Regions from separate parts of the Mus musculus genome. Here region 2 is linked to region 1. A link is a contact called in public HiChIP or PLAC-seq data. All regions are on one chromosome and are shown on one strand. The core of a region is the stretch at or near the end of the contact, and the rest is flanking DNA. Distances in the headings are between cores, read along the strand shown. Region 1 has its middle 9.1 kb from the start of Trem2. Region 2 has its middle 25 kb from the start of Mocs1.

Region 1 (3,853 bases), core at 446-2,945:
TGAGGAGAAGGACTTGAGAAACACAGCAGTGGTGTTCTGGTTAGCGGTCCATTACAGTGATAAACACCATGACCAAGAGTCCTTTGGGGAAGAAGGGATTTATTTGGCTTTCACGTCCTCATCAAGAGCCATTAACGATGGAAGTCAGGGAAGGAACCTGAAGGCAGGAACTGAAACAGAAACTATGGAGGAATCCTGGTTACCACCCACTCTGCTCCCCAACGGATAGAAGGAGACCACCTACCCAGGTACCACCCTCAATGAGCTGTGGCCTCCCCATATCAATCATGAATCGGGAAAATGCCCCACTGTGTTGCCGACAGGCCAATCCTATGGTAACATTATCCCAATTAATTTTCCTCTTCCCAGATGGTCTTAGAGCTTCTGTCAAGTTAACAAACCGCTAACCAGCACAGGGATGTAACCTCTGATGAGAAGTCTGGTGGCCAGTCTTGGAAAGACACTAAATCTTGAAGGAGCTGGGAAAGATTCTGCCCCCAAAGAGAGATCAGTGTGAGGGTGGTTTGGTGACCCTAAGCAAGTAGCCTGAGAAGTTCTGGTCCTTTGGTTGAGTTAATGAGAGGAGAGAATTTGAAAGAGGCAGAAGCTCCCACAGACATGGGAGTCACATTGTTGTTGAGCTGTAGGTGAGCTAGCTGTGGTAACACACCACCCGGACACGAGCTTGCTTCTCATCCCAGCTCCAGTGTCAGTTACCAAGGAGGCTCTGCTCCACACAGACATCCAGGCACCCACGTTCTTTCCCACAAGGGTGTCTGTCACCTTGAGAAACTAGAGCATCTGGGGGGACCGTCTCCATCCAGGTGAAGAAAGGGAGAGGACATGGGGGATTGAATCAGAGGTCTGTGGGCCAGGTCTGCAGCCAGTAAACTTCATTTCTTGTAAAACACAGTATATAGCCAGCTCTGGTTGCACAAGAATTTAAAAGATGTAGGCTACCCGGGCGGTAGTGACACACGCCTTTAATCCCAGCACTTGGGAGGCAGAGGCAGGCGGATTTCTGAGTTCGAGGCCAGCTTGGTCTACAGAGTGAGTTCCAGGACAGTCAAGGCTACACAGAGAAACCCTGTCTCGAAAAACCAAAAAAAAAAAAAAAAAAAAAAAAAAAAAAAGATGTAGGCTAGCCTTTTTTCTTCTTCTTCTTCTTCTTTTTTTAGGACATTAAACAAGCTGAGTGTGGGGGACCACGCCTGTAATCCCAGCACTCTGGAGGCAGAAGCAAGAGGGTCTCTGTGAGTTCTAGGACAGCCTGGGCTACACGGAAAGACTGTGTTAAACAAACACAAAAGAAACCCAAAGAGAGGTTTTATCCTAAGTATTGACAGCACTCATGTGTGCTGGGGGTGTTGGCTTCTTCGTAAGTGTTCTCATAACTTGAGTTATAATTTCTACACACGGGTCTTCAAATTTTAATTTTTCTTAGTTGCTGCTTTAAAATCTCCCCTTAAAAAGACTTAAATTGAATCTTTAATTGAGTCTCAATTTCCAGCAACCAATTTAAGAATGATTCTTGCTTGCTTTTCAAATTCAGAAGCAAATGATAATTTTAGGGTAGATGTTCCATAACTTTAAAAATAGCTTTAGGAACATTTGGGGGTTAACAGAGGTCAGTCTGGCCTTGGCTCTGGCTTTATCTCTTGCCACTAAGAGGGCTGTGACCCAGCATAGACAGGACAACGTAGGGAAACAGCGCCACCGTGCGGAGAGTCTACTGAGGCTGGCCGTGAAACCTGGTTCTGGTCTTTATGTTCAGTAAAGCAGAGATTCTCTAATAACCCTTTTCTGTGAAGGCATTAATGCCTCCATCAGGACAGAAAGAGCCTTTAGGCGGCAGAGCATCCTTGTCTTCCAGCTCTGCCACCTCCAAGGACCCCTACATGTTCATCCATTGAGAAGCTCTCTGAACTCTGTCTCATCACAGAAGCTTCACCATCACCAGGACACAATGACATCATTGGCCATGGTTGACTACTTATCTTCAGCCCCTATCCTTCCCTGAAATTTGAAAGTAGACCTGAAATTCTCAGCCCTCTTAGCCTGGTTCTCCCCCGGCAACTAGCCCCCATCTTGACGCTAGCTCAGAGCCCACCAAGGGGCTCCTACCACTTAGGAAATGTAGGTGTTCCTGTCAGCTGTTCCCCATTCAGACAACTACAGCTATCTCAGGAGATCAAAGTCAGGAATCCAGAGTGAAAAACCCCAAATGGAACAAAGTACTCACATCTACAAGGACATTAGGGATTCTGTCTCAAGAACCTGATCTAGAGACCAAATACGAATTTTTATTACATCATAGCGTCACAAAAACACTCACAAAAGAGAGGCAGAGAGGGGGAGAATATGCAGGAGAAAGATTAAGAAGCAGGGGAGGGAGAGGAGGGGGAGAGAGAGAAGGGAGAGAGGGGGAGAATATGCAGGGCAAGAGTAAAAAGCAGAGGAAAGGGAGGACGGGAAGGGAGAATGAGGAAGAAGGCGGGCAGGAGGCAAAGAAACACATGAACTGAGTACCAACTTTGCATAGTCGTTTGTCTGCTTCCTCGGGTGTAATATGCCCTAAGAATAAAGCAGCGCTTAAAGTGATAACAGCGTCAGAGAGCACAGTGTTGGCAGGGGCATTGCTGCCACTATCCTGTGACTTTTGTACCACCTATGTGACACAAAGCAAATGAGTTGTTATTTGAGCCTCTAACACTACTGTTTGGAGGTAAGGTTCTCTGGGTGGGAGAAAGACAAAGACACATGATGAAGGTGGTAACTCCATCTGAATTTCCATAGAACTCCATAGAATTTTTTTCTATGAATTACTTTATTATTATGGGGGGGTCACAGTTGACATAATCTGGACATAGAGAGAGATCAGGTGACAGCTTTGTGGCATTGGTTCTTTCTATCTACCTTTATGGGGGTTCTAAGGATTAAACTCAAGTTCTCAGGCTTGGGCATCAAGAGCCTTCACCCCTGCTGAATCATCTCAAGGGTCCTCATCTTAGTTTTCTATTGAAAGTGTCTAACAAACAATTAGTCAATGTAATCCTGTAATCCCAGTAGTAGGGATGTGGAAGGCAGAAGGATCAGGAGATCACAGTTATCCTAAGATATAATTCAAGTTTAAGGTTAGCCTGGTCTATATAAGGTGCCATCTTGAAAAAATAAAGGATTGAAGAGTTCTTGCCTCTACCCACTAAAAAAAGCCCAGAATTAGTGACTAGCCCAGTAGCAACGAGGCCCCATAGTATCCAGATTGTGGTCATCATAGTTTCATTTCTGTCGCTGTGATAAAAGGTACTAACAAAAGCAGCTTTAGGAGGGAAAACAACAACAACAACAACAACAAACCATTTATTCAGCCTACAATTCCAGGTTACAGTCTGCTGTCACAGAGAAGCGAAGGTAGGAACCTGAAGCAGCTAGTCACATTCAGGGTCAAAGGCACAGAGAGAATAAATAAATGCATGCTTCTTGTGTTCAGCCACCTCTCTTCACTCATCTAGTCCAGGATCCCCTACCTAGGGAATGGTGCCACCCATGGTGGGCTGGGTCTTCCTACATCAGTTAACACAGTGAAGATCATAACTCATACACTCTTCTACTGGCATGCCCACAACCGACCTGATCTAGACAACCCCTGACTGAGACTGTCTTCTCAGGTGATCCTTGGCTGTACTAAATTAATGATTGTTGCAGGATATTTGATCACACTGAGAACTCTGAGATTGTGTTAACTGAAAACAAACAAACAAACAAACCTGTTTTTAATTGTAGCATGGCTCAGCCTTTAATCACACCTTTAATCCCTCTGGCTAGAATACAGACATGTCTTTAGTATACACTT
Region 2 (3,853 bases), core at 504-3,003, 1.1 Mb after region 1:
GTCAGGCGCACGCAAGACCTTTCTTTAACCCTGGGTCAGAAGAACAATGTCTCTCATAGGGTGGCTGGGCACCATCTAACAAAGCCAGATGTAATTCTTTTCTCCCTCAATACTCCAGTGTTAAGTTTGGCCAGGCCATAAACCAGGTAGGAAAACTATAGAGCCCACCTTACTGGCCTGTTTCTTGTCCAGAGTGGAAAGGGAAGACAGTGGTGAAGCCTCCGATATAGGTTCCAGGCACTATCCCAGACAGGCTTATTTAAGGAGACACTTGAACTGCCATCTACTTATAGTGTGTTATGTTCACCCTAGAGCCCAATGTGGGAGGGAGGGTGGAAGCAGGGAATGAGCAGAAGATAGCAAGAAGAGTATCGTCAACTCTCTATTAAAACAAATGGAAAGTGTCCACAGTTCACTCATTTAGCGATCGATCTCTCTCTCTCTCTCTCTCTCTCTCTCTCTCTCTCTCTCTTTTTCTCTCCTATGTGCAGGCATGCTCATGTAAGTACAGGAGCCTGTGGAAGTCAAAAAATGCATCAGGTCCCTTGGAACTAGAGTTGCATGCAGTTGAGTCATCTGACACGGATGGTGGGAACCAAACTGGAGTCCTCTGCAAAAGCAGGGAACAATTTTAACTGCTGATCTTTCCGGCCCCATTGGATGGTCTCTTACTATGACTCCCTGCTTACTTTCATGCAACGCAAAACTGAAGTTGTTTAAATTGAATGATTTGATGGCTTCCCTTCCAGGATAATGAGTGAAGCCAAGTAGGGACAGGTCCTTGTTTTATGTACATTGTTGAACCAGCGTTTTAACAGCTGCTATTGTAAAAATAAATCCCAAAGATTATGATGATTCTTTCCTGCTGATTGAAGACTCCATCCTGATTTTCTGGGGATTTGGACCTTTCTTCTCCACCCTCTCCTGGGAAAAGTTGTGAAGATGGAGTATTTGGGGAGCGTCTACATGTGCAAAACTTTAGCTTTCACCTGAAAGAAGGTGAAGGTGTGGCTACATGCAGCAGTCTGTATTGCCGTCTTTGTGTCAGATGGAGATCAGTTCTATATAGAAAGCTCCTTTACAAAAAATAACAATATTTTTCAATGTACAAGTATGGGTCTGTGTGCACAGCCACGTGTATATAAGAACCTGTGGAGGCCAGAAGAGGGTGTAAGATTGCAGAGTTGGAGTGGCTCACAGTGGTGAACTGTTTGATATGGGCGCTGAGAATTAAACTCCATTTGCCCTACATAAACTACAAGCACCCCTCACTATTGAACCATCTCTCTGGTCCTATATTTGCAGACTATCATAGAATGTCCATTACTTGAGAAACCTACATCTTATCATGGTCTCATTTATGGATAGATACATAGGGTGTTAATTTAGACAACCTATAAGCAATGAAAGAGAGCTATCTGCACCTTGAAAAGAAACAGCAACAATTGGAAAGGAGGCCTCCTATTGATGTAATTGGGGGTGATGCGAGTCTGAGGACATTGGGCCACTGTTAAATCACACTAACTTAGTTTATATATAATTCCTTTCTCTTAGAATATCCAGCTTATTTCTCTGGGCCTGGGCCTCCCTGATGCCAGAATAAGAATCCTGAATAGATAAATCATTCGCCGTGTCTTCAGCTGGCCACTGAGCCATTTCTCACGGCTTTGGGGCTTTTGGATCCACACCTTCCTGTCTGCTCTTTAAGGCTTTAGGGCCACCTCTGCCTGTCTGCTCTCTGTGGCTTTTAGGCCCACCTCTTCCTGTCTGCTCTCTGTGGCTTTTAGGCCCACCCCTTCCTGTCCTCTCTCTGCTCCCTAGGCCCTTGAAACATGGTGACTAGCTGCCTCACTCCCCTGCTGCCGTGTGTTTCTCATGAAGGACGGCATCCCTTCTCCCCCTCCTTCTACTTATGTTTTATTTTTATTAGATGTTTATGTACGTTTTGTCTGTGTGTATGGATGTGTACCACATGTCTACATTGTCCTTGGAAGCCAGAATCCCCTGAAACTGGAGTTATAGGTGGTTGTGAGGCACCATGTGGGTGCCAGGAATCCAACTCTGGTCCTCTGGAAGAGCATCCAGTGCTCTTGAACCATTAACCCCATCTCTCCAGCCCCAACTGCATCTGTTCTCAAAACAAGCTCTTTCAACCTTAAGTTGCTGCTTCTCAAGTGTCTGGTCACTGCAATGAGAAAGATCGATAAGAGACATATGTCCATCTGTCCTCTGTGTAAGGGGCCCTCCTTTGGCTGGTTCTTCATGCTCTGTGCCCTAACAGGCAACTTGTCCTTCTTACACTTCAGGCTAGCCAGGTTCTAGAAGAAGTGCCCATCTGGCTTTCACACACAGGCATTCCCTTTAGTGGGTAATTACATATTTTGAGCATGTACATTTAGAAAATAGAGGCAATTTGCACCAAACCAAACTCTCTGTAACACAGCAGGCTATCTAAGCACACAGCTCACCTTGCAAGCCTGCAGAGCCACACACACCTGGTGTGGAATCCTTCCTCTCCAGCGTTTCCTCTTCACCACAGGAATCTTGCCCAGTTTTTCCAGGCTGCTCTGAATGTCTCCTGTTCCAACCATCAGGACCACAATGAAGTCACTAAACCCTCTTTCAAACATATAGTTCTCAGGAGTTCAAAATAGGGCCAGATGGTTTTTCTTTTTCTTTTTCTTTTTCTTTTCTTTTCTTTTCTTTTCTTTTCTTTTCTTTTCTTTTCTTTTCTTTTCCTTTCCTTTCCTTTCCTTTCCTTTCCTTTCCTTTCCTTTCCTTTCCTTTCCTTTTCTTTCTTTCTTTCTTTCTTTCTTTCTTTCTTTCTTTCTATTTTAAGTCTCAGAGGAACAGAATGGACAGACAGGGTGGTTCAAGAGGGAAGAAAATCATCAAGCCATAATAGCAAAGAATCCCAGCCTTTAAGCTTAAAGAATCCATAAAATATTAAGCAGAGAGAATTTCTAAAGTGTCACACACACTTGGATACATGCCGGTGACATTTCAGTATCTGTAGGATAAAGGAAAGATTTCAAAAGCTTTCAGAGATGAAAAATGTGTTCTTTTCCCACAGAGGACCAAAAAATCAAAAGGACAGAAGACCTCGTCAGCAATCCCCAAAGCTAAATGGCAGGGGAGTGAGCCCTCAGAAATCTGAGCAAGGCGTGGAGGTAGAAGTCTAGGTGCAAAATACCAGCTCATGGGGGAAAACAAACATCACGATACTGTGTGAGTCTAAAGCTTGGGTGAACTGTTCTAAGCGGAATTGTATGTAGAAGAAACTTACTGGTGCAAATGCAAGACACTGGAACACAGAGAGGCTGGGCATGCTTCCAGGGGTGGGAGTAGTGACCATCTGATTCCCTGTGAAGGACGGAGGCAAGGTAGAGAAGCCAGGTGGGCACTTTCAGCACACTTACAAGAGGTTTGCAGGGTGGTCTAAGATCTGTGTGGAATCCCAGTTTCTCTGTCCAGCCTTGGGGAGAAGCCTTGGCATGAACTCACAGAAGCACCGCAGAAGCCAAAGGTCAATAGCACTCCTGCAGGTGGAGACTCAATGGATGCAGTCACATGGGAATGCTCTCATGTGAAAGGATTCTCAAAGCTTGTAGCCGCCAACCCTGGATAGTAGAAAAAAAAAAAAAAAAAAGAAATCCAAAAAGAGTAAGTGCAGAGCCATGAGAAAGCAGGAGGACTGGTCACAGCCCAGAACCAGCGAAAGATGTGAAAACATCATAAATGAAAGCCTATGGGATTCAATGCCCAGGACAGACCAGAGATACACTTTTTTTTGTAATTAAATGGTGTATTGATGACTCACTGCTTAAGAGCACATACTGCTCTTGCAGAGGAC

The links. HiChIP or PLAC-seq counts read pairs in DNA pulled down with a chosen protein or histone mark.
Region 2: a RAD21 HiChIP or PLAC-seq map of pro-B cells shows a contact between it and region 1, with 5 times the contacts expected there. The contact joins two enhancer-like sites. A contact is called at or near these places in 1 of 39 promoter capture datasets (the SN4741 cell line), 1 of 15 datasets of contacts at CTCF or cohesin (pro-B cells) and 1 of 484 Hi-C or Micro-C datasets (the G1E-ER4 cell line).

The regions. Positions count from the first base shown.
Region 1 is chr17:48,335,351-48,339,203 of GRCm38.p6, forward strand. No RefSeq gene overlaps it. Among named protein-coding and RNA genes, the nearest start is that of Trem2, 9.1 kb to the right of the region's middle. Within about 2 kb of position 1,696, at least 7 of the 459 cell types and tissues checked have an H3K27ac peak or open chromatin away from gene starts, as enhancers often do. A contact at or near this core is called in pro-B cells, where this site is marked.
Region 2 is chr17:49,401,563-49,405,415 of GRCm38.p6, forward strand. No RefSeq gene overlaps it. Among named protein-coding and RNA genes, the nearest start is that of Mocs1, 25 kb to the right of the region's middle. Within about 2 kb of position 1,754, at least 43 of the 459 cell types and tissues checked have an H3K27ac peak or open chromatin away from gene starts, as enhancers often do. A contact at or near this core is called in pro-B cells, where this site is marked.